3 separate regions of the Mus musculus genome follow, and regions 2 and 3 are each linked to region 1. The links are chromatin contacts, called in public HiChIP or PLAC-seq maps. All regions are on one chromosome and are shown on one strand. Each heading gives the region's core, a stretch centred on a gene start, on an enhancer-like site or on the middle of the called end of the contact. The rest is flanking DNA. Distances are from core to core; before and after follow the strand shown. Region 1 has its middle 13 kb from the start of Gm35551. Region 2 overlaps Thada (thyroid adenoma associated). Region 3 has its middle 18 kb from the start of Gm35229.

Region 1 (4,847 bases), core at 789-3,288:
ACTAGCCAGCCACCTTTGAACAATGATCCTGACTGTGGGGGTGAGGGAGCAGGGTACAGGCAGGATTTTTCTGCAGATGGTGAAAAATTAGCATCCATCACTGCAGGATGGGGGTGAGGAGTAGCGGGCGGGGTCACTGAAGGGAGGGGCTGCGTGGGCTTTGATTAGTTCTTTTTTTGCACCTCTTAAATATATCGCAATACTTACAGAATACTTTAAGAGTCTCAAGCCAGATCCTGCCGCCCGAGTTGGAGGATGGCTCAGTGGGCATGAGGCTCTGGGAACAAGCACGGGGACTTGAGTTGGAATCCCTAGCGCTCACCCCATGTGCTTGTAGCCCCAGTGTTGGAAGGCAGAGGCAGGAAGATCCCCAGAGCACACTTGCTGGCTGTCCAGCCTGAACCAAATGGCAAGCTTTCATCAGTGAAAGACCCCCATCTCAGAGGAATAAGACAGAGTGATATAGAAAGACACTTTATGTCCTCCTCTGGATTTCATATGTGTGTGTACACTTGCACACACATGTGTACATATATACAACGCACACACAGTCCTTGGAGCTCAGGCAGTGAAATTCCACGTCACAGCAGTTAGAACAGCAGAACTCAAAACCTTTGACAATGCCAAGTGCTGACACAGATGCAGAGTAACTAGAATGTAGACACACTTCCCCTATGCTATGAGACACACAGAGTGTAGGTGCTTGAGAAACAAAGCCAGCCTGCTTTCTCTCTCTCTCTCTCTCTCTCTCTCTCTCTCTCTCTCTCTTTGGTTTTTCAAGACAGGGTTTCTCTGTATAGCCCTGGCTGTCCTGGACCTCACTCTGTAGACCAGACTGGCCTCAAACTCAGAAATCTGCTCACTGCCTCTGCCTCCCAAGTGCTGGGATTAAAGGCATGCACCACCATGCCTGGCTACCAGCCTGCTTTCTTACAACGGAATGCCTTCCCCAGCAACTCCACATCTAGATATTTACCCAAAGGACACAGGTAAAAATATGTATACAAAATGATCACATATGTAACACAAAATGATCACAGCAGCTCTTCTTACAGCAGCCACAACTTAGGTGCCTAGTCTGCAGATAAACTGTTTAATAAAGGAAACTAACTCTGCATATACACTGTATGGATTCCAGTAAGAAATCTGAGATAAAGCAGCACACATTGCAGGACTCCATGGGTCTTCAATCCAAAGCCACATGAAACTTAGAGGATATGTCACCAACAGCAGAGCCTGGAAGGTTGGGGCTGGTAGGAGGATTCAGGGAACATTCTGGACCGAGGATTGTTCTGTCAGTGTGCTGTGGATGGCACAGGGCATAGATGTGGCAAAAGGCACACTGAGGAGCTGTGCCATAAAGGGCCATCGAGAAGGGTCATCAGCCTTCTGTTGCTGCGGAGCCTGAGGAGCTGGGGTTAGTCTCCCAGGATCCACATGGTAGAAAGCAAAAACTGACTCCCACAAGTGGTCCTCTGACCTCCATCCACATGTGCACTGTGGTAAAAACACAGAGGACATGCGTGTGTCACACACACACACACACACACACACACTAATAAATTTCAATACTTTTCAAGCAACTTTAATTTATACATTTTGTTTCACTATTCCACGGTAGGTTTTTAAAAACTGTATCTGTGATGCTTAAAGGACACTCCACACCGACTAAGTCAGGGACTCCTCTGGGTGACGCTCAGGAATCTATCTGCCTGTTCAGAGCCCTAAGGTCCAGGTCCCCAGGGGTGACACCCACTCGCCCCTCCCCCACTTTGGCCCGTGACACTTCCAACAGGGCAGGCTTGGCGTCCCCCCTCCCTCCAAGCTCCCAACCCCTCTGCCTAGTCGCCCTTAGCAACCAAGAAAGGACTTGCAAATCCTCAAAGTGCAGCCGCCTGGGGAGGGGCGGCGCGGTGTCAACGAGACAAGGACACGTCCAAAACGCTGGGTAATTGCCGGGCTGCTAATGCTCAGCCCTTTGTGCGTCCGCGCGGAGCCAGCGGCCGCGCTCCCAAGCCCCGGCTTTTCAGGGCGGGCGCGCAGGGGGCCTGACGACCGCGCTCCCGCGCTCCGAGGCGCATAATTAATCGGCCTTCACAGGGTCGGGGACAAAGGCGCTCATTCACCCGCCGCTCCTCCCTCCCCGGGATATTGTTATTGCGGAAAAACTGCAGCCAGCTGGGCCGCAGGGCAACGTCAGCGCCATGGGAGAACGGACCGACCGCACCTAGGAGACCCAGTTCTCTCTCCTCCAGAGCCCCCCAGAGGGATCGGGGCAGCCAGGAGCCAGGGTGGGCAGGACGCAGGGTCTCTTTTGCGGGCTACAGGGTGCTGAAAGCGTCGAGGTTTCTGTCGGGCCCCGATACGTTCGAGCTGTGGAAATGGGAACGGCACGTGCCTACACTGGCTCCTAGGAGAACTTAAATGGACTTGCTTGCCCAGGCTAGAGCCCTACCCGGCAGGCCCTCCACAACACCAAGAAGAACGGGTCTGTAGTTAAAGTCAAGGACCCCGAGGAGTGTTGGGGAAACTTGCCTAGGCCCACTGTGACCTTACCAAATCTATAAGATGGCTCCGTGGATAAAGGTGCTTGCTTTTAAACCTGGAGACCTCCACTCGATCCCTGTGACCCTTATTAACCATGGAAGCAGAGACCTCCACGTATGTGCACCACCCCTCAAGCATGTTCCCTACCCCACGGTAACGATAAACAACGTTATTTTTAAAGTGAAGCGGTAGGCTGGACATCTATCTGCATTTTCCTGTTCTTCAAGCCCTCTGGAAGCTCTCTGAAAGCCGCCGCAAAAGTGGCTCAGCGCTCCGCCCCAGTTCATGGGTGAGAAGACAATCTTCAGAAGTGACAGGCCACGGTCACAGAGCAGGGCTGCTTGGACCCTGGGCATGCTGGTTGTGCGCAAAGCGGAGCAGAAGAAAGAAAAAGCTGCTAGAGATTGAGACACTGGCCTTCCTCAAGCCTAAACCCTCCCTGACTTCAAAGCCCTGGACCAAGGCTCGTATTAAAACCCTGACCTCTCCTTGTACTGCAAAAGACTTTGGCATGTTCTGTTCATGGGACCTATGGGGGTTCCCCTACCAGCTCCATCTGAGGTGTCTTTGAGAGACCAGGCCCAAAGCCTTCATGGCTGTGTCAAGGCCACTGCCCACCAAACCTGAGTCATGGCTGATCATGGCAACACTCTCTCACCATTCAGAGGCCCTGGCCTGAGGGCTCCATTCCTCTTCAAAGTCCAGTGTTCCCCCAGGCCCAGCAGAAGCCCAGGTTCCAGGTTGGCAAGGCTGGGCTTCACCTTTCCCTCTAAACCCAAGGCATTAGGCACCAGGCCATTCCTCCTCCTCAGTGCAGCAACAGTTGTGACGAGCCGCCATGGCTTTCTGAAACCTCAGGGTTCTGAACAGCTCCCAGAACAAGCAGGGGCTTTCCAAAACCCTGCCTGCCCAGCCCAGCCCAGCCCAGCCCAACCCAGCCCATCTCCTTGAGACGTTCTGTCCCTCTCAGCCATGCTCTGGAAAATGTTTCCTTTGCCTAAGACTTCCAGTCTTGAGCAGGACCATAGGACAGCAAGCCAGACCGCCATAGAGCCTCGGTCCTCCTGGCAAGATGAAGATGGGAAAGCTCCCTTGTTAGCTAAGGAGCCCATTCTGACCTCCAAGGCACAGAGGGGGCCCAACCAAGCTAACTCTGTAGCCAACATACCGTGCTAGACACTGGAAAGCCAATACCCTATGACAGTCATATCTGTGGATTGGGGAAAATGCACAGAAAATTCCAGAACAAAGCGGAGAGAAACAAGATAAAACAGAGTCCAGCCAAGGCCCAGCCGGGCCTCTGAGAGCACAGACCAGCTGTCCAGCAGAAAGCAAACCCAAGCAGGGCTCCTGAGGTCAACACAGTTCTGACAAGGCTTGGGGCTCAGGCATCCCCCAGTGGTCAGGACACCAGCACAGCATCATAAGCCTAGCTGACTCCCGCAAAGTCGGCTGTATTTACAAGCTAGAATAGCCCACCAGATACGGGATACGGCTTCACCGAAAGGAAAGCAGACTATATTAAAGAGCATCCTTGAGAATCTCGCCTGAAGTAATTGAAGCAAAAAGGTAAAGATGTCTAACTTTTCCTCAGATGTTTTCAGAAGCATAAATCATGGGCGAATCTGGGGAAAGCGGCACGTCAGTGATCCCTTGGGCTAGCCTTGGAGGCTGCTGAAGCATCCCGGACACACATGTAAACCGCAGGGCCAGCATCCCCACATTCAGTCACTGTACCCACCTCCTGTTGCCTGCAGCCCCATCCCCTACCACGTTCCCTCCCAGAAGCACTTGCCTTCAAAGGCAGGTATCTTCCATCAAAGCACTTTGTGAACCCCAAACTGGTTTGACAATCCTTAAGGGAATTACTAGCCTCTGAATCTCAGATCAGCTAACATTATGGTTTGTGAACACTGAATGCTCCCTAAACCTGGAGTCCAGTCATTTGCCCATGGATTCCAGTGCTGATGGGGTGGGGGCTGGGGTGGGGGAGAAGGACAGAGAAATGATCAGTGCGTAGACTGAATTGAGAAAAACAGGAGAAAACAAACAAACAAACAAACACCAGATGTGGTGGTGATAACCCCAGGACTTGGGATGTGAAGGCGGAAGGATCAAAAATTAAGGGTAAGCCTTAGCTCCATAGCAAGTGAGAGGGCCAGCCTGAGCTACAAGAGAACTTTACTCAAAAAAGTAAAAGAAAACAACAAACAAAAAGGGGAAGCTAGCGGAGACCACGTAGATTTTACAGCCTACACATCAATATTACATGTCGACACTACATGTCAGTATCCCATGTC
Region 2 (4,847 bases), core at 693-3,192, 200 kb after region 1:
GGAAATGCGAGCTTGTTCATTCTGACAACTCCTACTCAATATTACACTGAAAGTGACTGACTAAAACAAGTGCTTTCGTTTGTACATGATAGAGTCACGTAGGTTTTAAAGGGACACTGATCTAGTAAACTTGGCAGGGTACAGCACAAGGTCAGCACATGGAAATTAAGGCTATTCCCCATAAAGGCAACGGAAACTTTAGAGTTAAGTGTAAAACCAGTACTATTTCTAATAACACACAAACCATTAACCATTATGGGATAACTCTATCAAAATAAGTATGTATAAGATCATGGATTCTTTAAGGGCAGTAGTCAGCAAAGTTTTCCTATGAAGGGCCAGAGAATAAATACAATACAAATTTTGGGTCTTTCTTACAAGTATAAGCAGCTATAGAAAACATGTAAAAAAAAAAAAAAACCAACCAACAAAAAAGAGGCACAGTCTTCAATAAAACTTTATTCAAAACACAATGAGGACCTGATTTGACTTGACCATTACAGACTGTAGCCTTGTTGTAGTAGAGAAATGCATTCACAACATCTTATTGCCAGTACTGATTAAAAGTTCTAGACTATTAAGTTACTTACAAACTTGAAGGCTGCTGTGAAATAGAGATGGCCATAATTTCTGCCCAGAGAAACAAAATAAATGTTGTAATCTGTTGAATATTAAATTGTTTTACATCGAATTCAGAAATCCTATCCTAGCATTTACGTTTCATTGCCTGCAGATGCCCGAGTTTTCAAGTGTTCATTGGACTGACCATAAAAAGTTTTCTGGTTCCTTTATTAACTAATGAATTAAATACAACTTTGTACATATTCATTTTATATTTGTCTGAGTAGTGATTTTATTTATCCATGTATTTATTTTAAATTTTATTTTGTAACAAATAATTTTTTATAATGGCATTTTAAACTTCACATTATCTTCATCATTATTATGAAAGACAGTTGCCAGCCACCACTGCATTTGAAACTTGCATATATAGTAGCTCTACTTTTTAACTAGAATATTTGTTTATTTATTTATTCTGTATGTACACACGTCTGTCTGAGTGTATGCCATGTATAAGTGGGTGCTCACAGAGATCAGGAAAGGGCTGGAGTTACAGGCAGTTATGAGCTGCATGACATGGGTTCTAGAACCAGACTCAGGGCCTCTGCAAGAGCAGCCAGTGCTCTTAACCACTGAACCAGCTCTCCCACACCATAACATCTCTTTTCATATCAACAGTGCAAATTATGGTACCTTTATATATCAAAGGATAGGCTATTGTGCAAAGTTTACATGGCCTGCCTGTGTCAAACATCTAGAAAATAGGGGAAGATAATACCAAGTCCAGGACTACGCAGACCCAACCCTCAGACTCAATCCTCTTTGCATCTCACAGTTCTCTGTTCACAATGCCGATGGAGCATTACAAACAGAACCACAACAACAAAACACCCAGGGCTAAATCTCAAACTACAACCAAGTAGGAACAAAGTAGTCACAATAAAACATGACATTTCCTCTTTTAAAATGGTAAAAACACTTAGAGTCCCTGCCTGATTTGTTCTTTATCCCTCCAGTTATTAGAAGACAAGAGATAATCTACCTTTTTGTGAAATTCTTTCTAAAAAACTGTTCAGATAAAGTTCCAATGAACTCCAACTGAAGTTTATACAAAAGTGATTTTGTAACCATTTTCAATTTCTACACACAAAGTTTCAAAGTGGGTCACTGAAAACCTGTATCCCAAGTAATATAAAACTGAATATTTTGATTTCCCTGGGCTGGGCAGTAAGCCTCTTGAACCTCTATTTTTGGAAACTGTGGTATCCCTTTAATCCTGTTACAGAACTGCTGACAGGGGTGATAGTGAAGGAAGCAGACTGAGAGTCTGTCTCAGCAAAGGCTCCAGGAAGAGGAAGAAAACAAGGCATAAGCAAGCAAATCATCTTGCAAGAGAATCTTGTGAGATCTGTGTCGGTGTTCACAACTCAACTCTAGAGCACACGGCCGTGAAGCTGCTCAGCGCTGGTGTAGCTGAGAGCCAACACCTACAGCAGGGTTAAAGTTGTGCCTGTAGGGAACACAACAGCCCTCCTCTGGGTCTGTCTTTTTCATAACCAGAAAATCTTTGGTGTATGGAGAGACCACTGAGAAAACATCTGTATTTCCCCACCTCGCTGTGCCTTGCTACATTTAAACTGTCAGGGTACATGTACTCTGTATGATGCACGGTCTTGATTCCAGATCCTTCCCAAGTAGCTGAGACAACCTAGCTAACAATTTTCTAAAAACTAGTATCAGTTGCTTTTCAAAAATGGCCCCTGGTTTGCTCAAGTCATTTTCAAAGTACTCTTTGAATTTACTGTGAAAAACATACAGAACTAATATCTCTTTCCAAATTAAATTTGGTACTCCAGGTTTACTGGCTGTCCTCAGACAACACGTGATAAAGACTGATATTCTAAACGTTCAGCTCCATTCCTGAAGGCCATGTGTTAAGTATGTGCAATACAATTTAACCTTTCTTGAAGTCAAGAGCTATCATTCTGCTGGCTGTTTTCTGATTGAGGCCCAAGTGCTAAATGAAAATAAAGTCAGATGCTGACAATTATGAATGCTCAGAAGGTTTGGACAGAGGCTCTAGCAGCCTAGATATATACACAGCATGCCTACCTCTATGTACTTCTACTGTGAGAAAGAAAGCCTGTTTCTCTAAGTGCAAGGACCAGACTGTAGGAATTGCAGGGTTGGCCAGAAAGACCTCGGTCTGTAATAGAGGTGAGTATGGTCTATGTCTACATCTATATTGATTCCATATATACATATGAAAGCATCATACTGAAACTAACTGTTATCTAAAATTAATAAACCCTAGATTTCTTGCTCCTTAAGTGAGAGGCTACAGATAAGAAAGTAAAATAGAATGGGCTATACAGTACTGCACCAGAATCAAATCAGTATGGTCTCCTGCTAGCTTAACACAGATGCAGACTGATATAGAAAAATTATGTGTGCATATAAATAGGTTAATATATTTATGTGGGTTTCCTAACTCTGTTTAAAGAGCACATCTAGAATTAGTGGTACCTCAGTAGCAATGAGTACACACTATTGTGATTTTGGTGTCTAATATCATTTGCCAATAAAAGGAATCAGGGCTTCTTGGGAGATTACTAATTCTAGACCTAGGTGAGCTGAAAACATCTTGTAATGCCAGAAAAGAAAAAGCAACAAATCAAACTAAAAGTATGGAAGTATGTTAAAGAGACAAGAACAAACCTGAGTTTACAGTGGCTGAAACCAGAGACATCTGGGCAACAAAATAAACTATGAAATGTTAGATTAAGCCTAAATTAAAAGATAACACCCTATTTGACATTACATGTGTAGTATAATGTAGGGTCAGTTGCTGCTGCTGACTTTCATCCATCTTCTAGCACAACCCAGAAAATAATGAACTCATGCAAATTGCAATTTCCTTGTATTTTAATCTCCCACACACCCAGCACTGAGCACTAACTTTGTTTGATAGCCCAAAACAGCAGTTTTAATACTTGGTAAGCTCTATGTGGTATTTAACTTTGTTTTTGTTAGCATATATTTTTTCTTTATTAAACTTTTATCTCTCTTAAACTTTTTCTGAGTTCATTCTATGTTTCTTCAACTAAATTTTTAAGCTGGGTGAATATTTTATTAACACTTTAGTTTTGATATGCTCATTTATAGCCATATGTGTCCCTTTAAAGCCATCTGAACTCCGTCTTACATTATCACTTTGTGGTACTTCCATTCTTGTCCAGATCTAAATATTTGGAACTTTCTGTTATGACTTTTTTTTTTTTTTGTTAATGTATTACTTGAGTTTTTACAAGTTTAAGCATTTCCATAGAAGCTGAGCATCTCTGGTGACATTCCCTTTTCTGAAATTCATTGAAGCCAGTTTTGAGTTATCATAATGTGATTATTTGTGAATTGTCTATTTTGAAGACTATTCTTCAATATTACACATCCCTTTTCTTCTGCCTTGTAGCAATGTGAGTTGAAAATGATAAACAATACACATTTTTCTAGTTTTTCTTTAATTCTAAACACTTTAACGTTTAAGAAAATTAAAGCAATGCTCTTAGTGTCGGAAATTTTCATGATTTCTCTGCTGGTTTGGAGAATTGTTCTTTTACCAGTAATTCCTTCTTAATCCCTTTTTATGCCTTTTTGCCTCATGCTATTTTTGTCTAATGTTGAGATTGCTTCATCAACTTTCTTCTGCCTTAGATTCTTAAATACATGCACACATACAACATTCATTTCATTTCTCTTATTAAATTACAGTTTTAGTTGTCCTTTATAAATAGCATAGATCTAATCTTATTTTTATATTTAATCTCATGGTAAACTTTTTGGTTAGAGTAATTTTAGATTTACTAAAAAGTTGTGAAGACATTACAAAGGATTTCCGTACATCTGCCACGCAATTTTCCCACTGTCACTGTCCTCTATTATTGTGGTGTTTTTTGGTATTAAGGACTTGGGTTTTTTTTTTTTCAAAGAATTATTTATTTAGTTTATACATGTGAATATACTGTAGCTGTCTTCAGACACACCAGAAGTGGGCATCAGATCTCATTGCAGATGGTTGTGAGCCACCATGTGCTCCAGCCATCTCTCCAGCCCCAAGGACTTGTTTTTAATGGCCTGCACATAGACCGCTGGTCAGAAAGTCTCTCCATTTGAATTTGTCTCTTTTGGATTTTGGTGGTGCATTGTTTTGTGGCTAAGCTAGGGTTTAAGGTTTGAGAAGGAGGCTACAAAGATGGTTGCCATTTGTGTTGTGTCATGGCAAGGGTGTA
Region 3 (4,847 bases), core at 1,246-3,745, 160 kb before region 1:
CTGTGAAGAGCAGGAATTCACTGTGGCTTGGCCTTAGGTTGTCCAGACCAACTTGCCTGACAGTTTCATGGGATCACTGTTATCCGAAGGAAGGCGTATTCTGTGCAGACAGAATCAATCCATGGGCCCGTCGATTAAACATGGGCTTAGGAGTCAGTGTCTACCTCCCTAGGCAAATACACTTAGTACATTTAGTGGCAACCCTGTCATCTGCCCCCAGAAAGCAGTTGCATTCACACTGAGCACAAATGAAAGTTTCCACAATTGCCCAGGATCCTAGATAAAGGCTCCATTCCTTTGTCTATGTAAGAGGTCTGGAAGGATCTTGGAGTTTGTGATCCTTCAGGGCATGTGAGACTCTCACAGAGAGTCTGCGTTCCTTTTCTTCTGATTGACAGGAGGAAAGGGATCTTTCTCTCCCTTAAAGAAAGGGACATCCAGAGACTTTTTCTTCCTTGAGAGAGGGAATGACTTTGAACTCCTGATCCTCCTGCCTCCACTTCCCTGGGATGGACATGGTTCCATGGAATCCCCCCTCACCAGAACTTGAGTATCTTGCTGTTCAGGACCCAAGTTTGCTGGCATCAAGTTCTCCTCTGGGTTGCTCCGGGCCCTTCCATCACCGGCTCCTTCCATAGCTGTGTTTGTGGTGGCACAGATGTCCCCTGTTTTCCTTGGGAATTGGAGAATCTCATTTCCCTGACAGTGTGCCTTTGTGCCCAATCTTGGCTTGGGGTTGTTAGCATTAGTAGGATGTTACCAAATATTCCTTTTTCAGAGGGCTTCCCCACTCGGACTGGTGCTCTAAATCACCAGGCTCTGGCTTCTCTTAGTCCAATATCTCTACAGTTGTCCAACATGGTCCTCCTTGCTGTTCTGCTCATCATTCCCCAGTCCCTGGTCCCTTTCGGATGGCTGGATCCTGCTCCTGACCTCCCAGGGATCATTCCTGCTTAACAGAGACAGGTACCCAAAGGCCAACATCTTCCCTCTCCTGCCTCTACCTTGAGGTCAAAGGTGGAAATGGCAGGAAGGTGGAGGAAGGAAGAAAGGATGGAGAAGGGGAAGAAGAGAGAAGGAAGAGAGAAGGAAGGAGAGAAAAGAAGACAGGAGGGAAGGAGAGAGTGGAGAAAGAAAGGAAGAAAGAGAGGGAGAAGAGGGGAGAGAAAGAGAGTTGAGAGAGAGGAGAGGAGGAGAGGGGGGAGGGGGCGGAAGAGGGGGAGGGGGAAGGGGAGAGAGAGAGAGAGAGAGAGAGAGAACCAGTTGCAGGACTTCTTTGTAAAGGTCTAGAGTCAGAGCTGTAACTGTGAGGGCCAGCCCTTGCCAGGAAGGTGAATGCTCTACACAGCGTATCCTGTGGCCATTGATCTGGTGTGTTTGTTCATTTACTAGCTGGAGCAGGAAACCTGCCTGCCGTGCTGGCTTCCCTTCGCTTGGCTGGTCTCAGGGCCTACACCCTGCCCAAAAGGTAGACATCAGCACTCTGTTCACCAAGACAAGATGTTGATTCTCCGATCTGGCCTTGGATTCACTTCTAGGTATGGGAACAGACAAGATCCACATCAAAAGTTCTGTTTAGGATCGAGGAGAGAAAGGAGGTTTGGCCTGATCAGCAGATCTGCTGCTTAGAAACACAAACAAATAGTGAGCGCATTAATGACTAATGAGAACAGGTTTACAGGCTCCTGACACTCGCCAGTCATCTTTGGATCTCCCTGAAGCCAATGAGATAGGACAAGCGTCCTTCCTGACCTGAATCTTAGGGAAGTTTGCAAGAGTGGAGGAGGTTAGAGGGAGTGTCCACGTTTACACTCAGACTTGCTGAGTGTCACCTCGAAGGCCTGAGTGTCCCCTCCTCCTGAGTGGGACTGACATTGAGTGCCTTGCCCACTCATTGCAGGTGGCCCCTGGCAACTGAAAAAGCTAGCCATGGTTTGACACGTCTCTCTACACTCATCATATCCCAGGATGACCCTAGCATTTTAGGTGCACTCAGGACCCAGAAGGTTCACACTGGCCCTAGATGGGTCCTAAGGACAGGAAATCATCCTGCTTGTGTCTGGAGACAGGGACAGGGTCTTAGACTAAGACCATCCTGGAGAATCAGGTTCTTGCAAACCAAGTGACTCCTGGAAAGTCCCCTGCTTGTGACCCATTTCCTTCAGCTGTAAAGGGGTGGGGAAGTGGGGGGGGGCAGGGAGGGACACATGAGGAACGACAATCTTAATTTCTGAGCTGGGCATGGAGGCTCAAGCCTGTAAGTAGAGCACTTGGAAGGCTGAGGCAGGAGAATTGCTACAAGTTTGAGACTAGCTTGTGCTACATAGTGAGTCTCAGAGGAGTCTAAAATACAGAGTGAGACTTGCCTCAAAACAAAACAAAACAAAACAACCCCAAATTTATAATCAAAACAAAACATCTCTTCCACAAGGCCAGCAGTCGCCACCACAGCTGCCACGAGCCTCAGGAGCGCTCCTCATCTGGGTGGCCACCCAGGAAGAGGCGGTGCAGGCAGGGGGTGTTGAGAGATGAGCAGAGGACAAAGGGACAGGAAGAGGGGTGGCTTCTAGCATCTTCTTCAGCCAGATAGCTGTGAATGCACCTGCAGCCCTTTCAGTTCTATTGCTTTATGCAGTTAGCCCAGGATGTGCAGTTAGCCCAGGATGTGCAGTTAGCCCAGGATGACCCCAGTCAGTCTCACAGGTGAAGAAGCTGATGCCTAGGAGGCAAAAGCAGTAGCAGGTACCCTTGTCCCTGAGTGTCCGTGGATAGACCCTACCTAAGGCGTCTGCTGTCTGATTGAAGAGTCATTAACATGAGGTCACAAGGAGGAGCCGTCGAGGTCAGATTTCATGGGCGTGTCTGTCCTAGCCTCACCATCTGGAAGCCGTGGCGTCTCTGTAAGGGTGCCTGCCACCAAGCCTGATGATCTGAATTCAGTCCCCAGAGCCACACGATGGAAGGCCTGAGCCTACAGCTTGTCCCCTGACTTCCACAGCTGCACTGTGGTATCTCTCTCTTCCTCCCTCGAAATTAATTCATTTAAAAAAGTTAAAACAACCAACCGACCCCAAACCAACCGGACCATAGTTCTAGCCACCTGGGGACAGGACAGGCACCTGGGGGCAGCTTGTTTCTGGATTCCCAGGCCAGCATGCTTTGCCCCATGCCCCCTTGTTCCGGTTGGTACCTCAGTGAGTTGGGGGAACAGTGGCCATGCTTTTGCCTTCATGGGTCCATCTAAGTGCCCGTAGGCTCCTGCCGGTCATGGGCTGGGTTTCTTGGGAAAACAGGCAGTTGCTTTGAGAGCAGCTTCCAGCAGCTGAGCATGTCAACCCTCACGCCACCTCTGCTGTTCTCTGCTGCTCTCTACTCTGTCACTCAGGTGGTGGCGGGGTCTCTCTGGAGCAGGCCCTGCCTGGGGCGGTTGAACTTTTGGTGAGTGTTAGACTTGGTGCTCTCATTTCTTTTTGTGTTTTAGTTTTGTTTCCGGGCATGGTTTCTCTCTTAGCTCTCACTGGCTCCTCTCTCTGCAGCTCAGGCTGGCCTCAGACTAGCAGGGATCCCTCTGCCTCAGCTTCCTCATGCTGGGATTGTGGGCCTGAGGACCACGCTCCACAGTGTTCATCTCTGTGGCCTGGAAGGCTGGTGGGGAGGGTGCAAAGGGTTAACTTCATTTTGGCAGTAATTCTCTCTTGGCATCTGAGAGTGGACCGGCCAGGAGCTCTGCTTTCCCGTTGCCGCGGCAATGACACAAAACCGAGAGCAGACACGGATCTGGAGATGGTTAACTGGCCATGTTCCTGGCCGGCGGTGGCCCGCCAGAGAAACTGCTGGAAAGTCACATTAGAGTTTCCCAGCACTAAGGGTGAGAAAGGGGGTGTGGATCTGGGCTCCCCCAGAAAGTCTGGCTCTGGACAAAAGAGATAGAGCTGCTGTGTAGGTCAATGCAGGACTCCTTGCTCCTTGACTCTGAACCTTCAGAGCTCCGAACTTTCAGTGCCGAGAGCACGAAGCTCGACACAGAGCTGCCCACAACAATCTTTGTCAGCCACATTGAGCTGCTGGTTTAGTGGTTTTGATTTTTTCATTTTGCCTGCCTGCCTATCTATCTATCTATCTATCTATCTATCTATCTATCTATCTATCTATCTATCTATCTATCTTTCTATCTATCCAGATCTTACTGTGTAGCCCAGGCTGGCCTGGAACGTGATCCTCCTGTCTGAGCCTTGTTGGGATAAGAAGCACGCACCAGGCTTGTTTTCTTTCTCCCACTTCTCAGCTTTCCCACTCTCCTGCTCCTGCAGCCTTGCTATCCAGGTGCCTCCTGAGGGGACTTCGGATTGTCTCTGGACCAGCCCTACTCAGACCTGAGATCTCAGTCTGAATGGCACTTCGGGAAGACTTCTGCACCTAGACTGGGGCCCTTTTGTGTTATGGGCTTCCTGATGTACTGACTGTCACCTTTCAGACAACCACATGCCTAGTCCCTCACATTTCTCCACTTTCTTGGGCCACCCATGAGGTGGAGGTTGGATGTGGCTTCTTTGCCTCGGAGCCTACGCAGAGGGTCTGTTAGAGGGGCAGCACCACTCACAACTTTGGAAAAGAAGACGATTGTGTGGGGGAAGGGCAGGTCACCGGGTCACCAGGTGCCCTCTGGGAGCTGTGGGCAGCGGGATTTAGCCAATCCCAAGGTTAGGACTCTCTTGCCAGGACAGCTTTGCTTTCCCCGGTGGTTTTCATTATTTTTCATTCCCAGACTATTTTGGAAGCTGGCTGCTATGGGAACCGAGTCTTTGGAAGGCCCAGGCCTCTTTTTCCTCCTACCCCCAGCCTCCCTC

The links. HiChIP or PLAC-seq counts read pairs in DNA pulled down with a chosen protein or histone mark.
Region 2: an H3K27ac HiChIP or PLAC-seq map of microglia shows a contact between it and region 1, with 3 times the contacts expected there. The contact joins two enhancer-like sites. A contact is called at or near these places in 2 of 484 Hi-C or Micro-C datasets (the G1E-ER4 cell line and rod photoreceptor) and 1 of 115 datasets of contacts at active chromatin or transcription factors (microglia).
Region 3: a contact with region 1 is called in an H3K27ac HiChIP or PLAC-seq map of microglia, with 3 times the contacts expected there. The contact joins two enhancer-like sites. A contact is called at or near these places in 2 of 115 datasets of contacts at active chromatin or transcription factors (embryonic stem cells and microglia).

What each region holds. Positions count from the first base shown.
Region 1 is chr17:84,094,668-84,099,514 of GRCm38.p6, forward strand. No RefSeq gene overlaps it. Among named protein-coding and RNA genes, the nearest start is that of Gm35551, 13 kb to the left of the region's middle. Within about 2 kb of position 2,039, at least 164 of the 459 cell types and tissues checked have an H3K27ac peak or open chromatin away from gene starts, as enhancers often do. A contact at or near this core is called in microglia and rod photoreceptor, where this site is marked.
Region 2 is chr17:84,291,454-84,296,300 of GRCm38.p6, forward strand. All of the region lies in intron 29 of Thada (thyroid adenoma associated), which reads right to left. Among named protein-coding and RNA genes, the nearest start is that of Gm24492, 6.1 kb to the left of the region's middle. Within about 2 kb of position 1,943, at least 33 of the 459 cell types and tissues checked have an H3K27ac peak or open chromatin away from gene starts, as enhancers often do. A contact at or near this core is called in microglia and rod photoreceptor, where this site is marked.
Region 3 is chr17:83,934,021-83,938,867 of GRCm38.p6, forward strand. No RefSeq gene overlaps it. Among named protein-coding and RNA genes, the nearest start is that of Gm35229, 18 kb to the right of the region's middle. Within about 2 kb of position 2,496, at least 82 of the 459 cell types and tissues checked have an H3K27ac peak or open chromatin away from gene starts, as enhancers often do. A contact at or near this core is called in microglia, where this site is marked.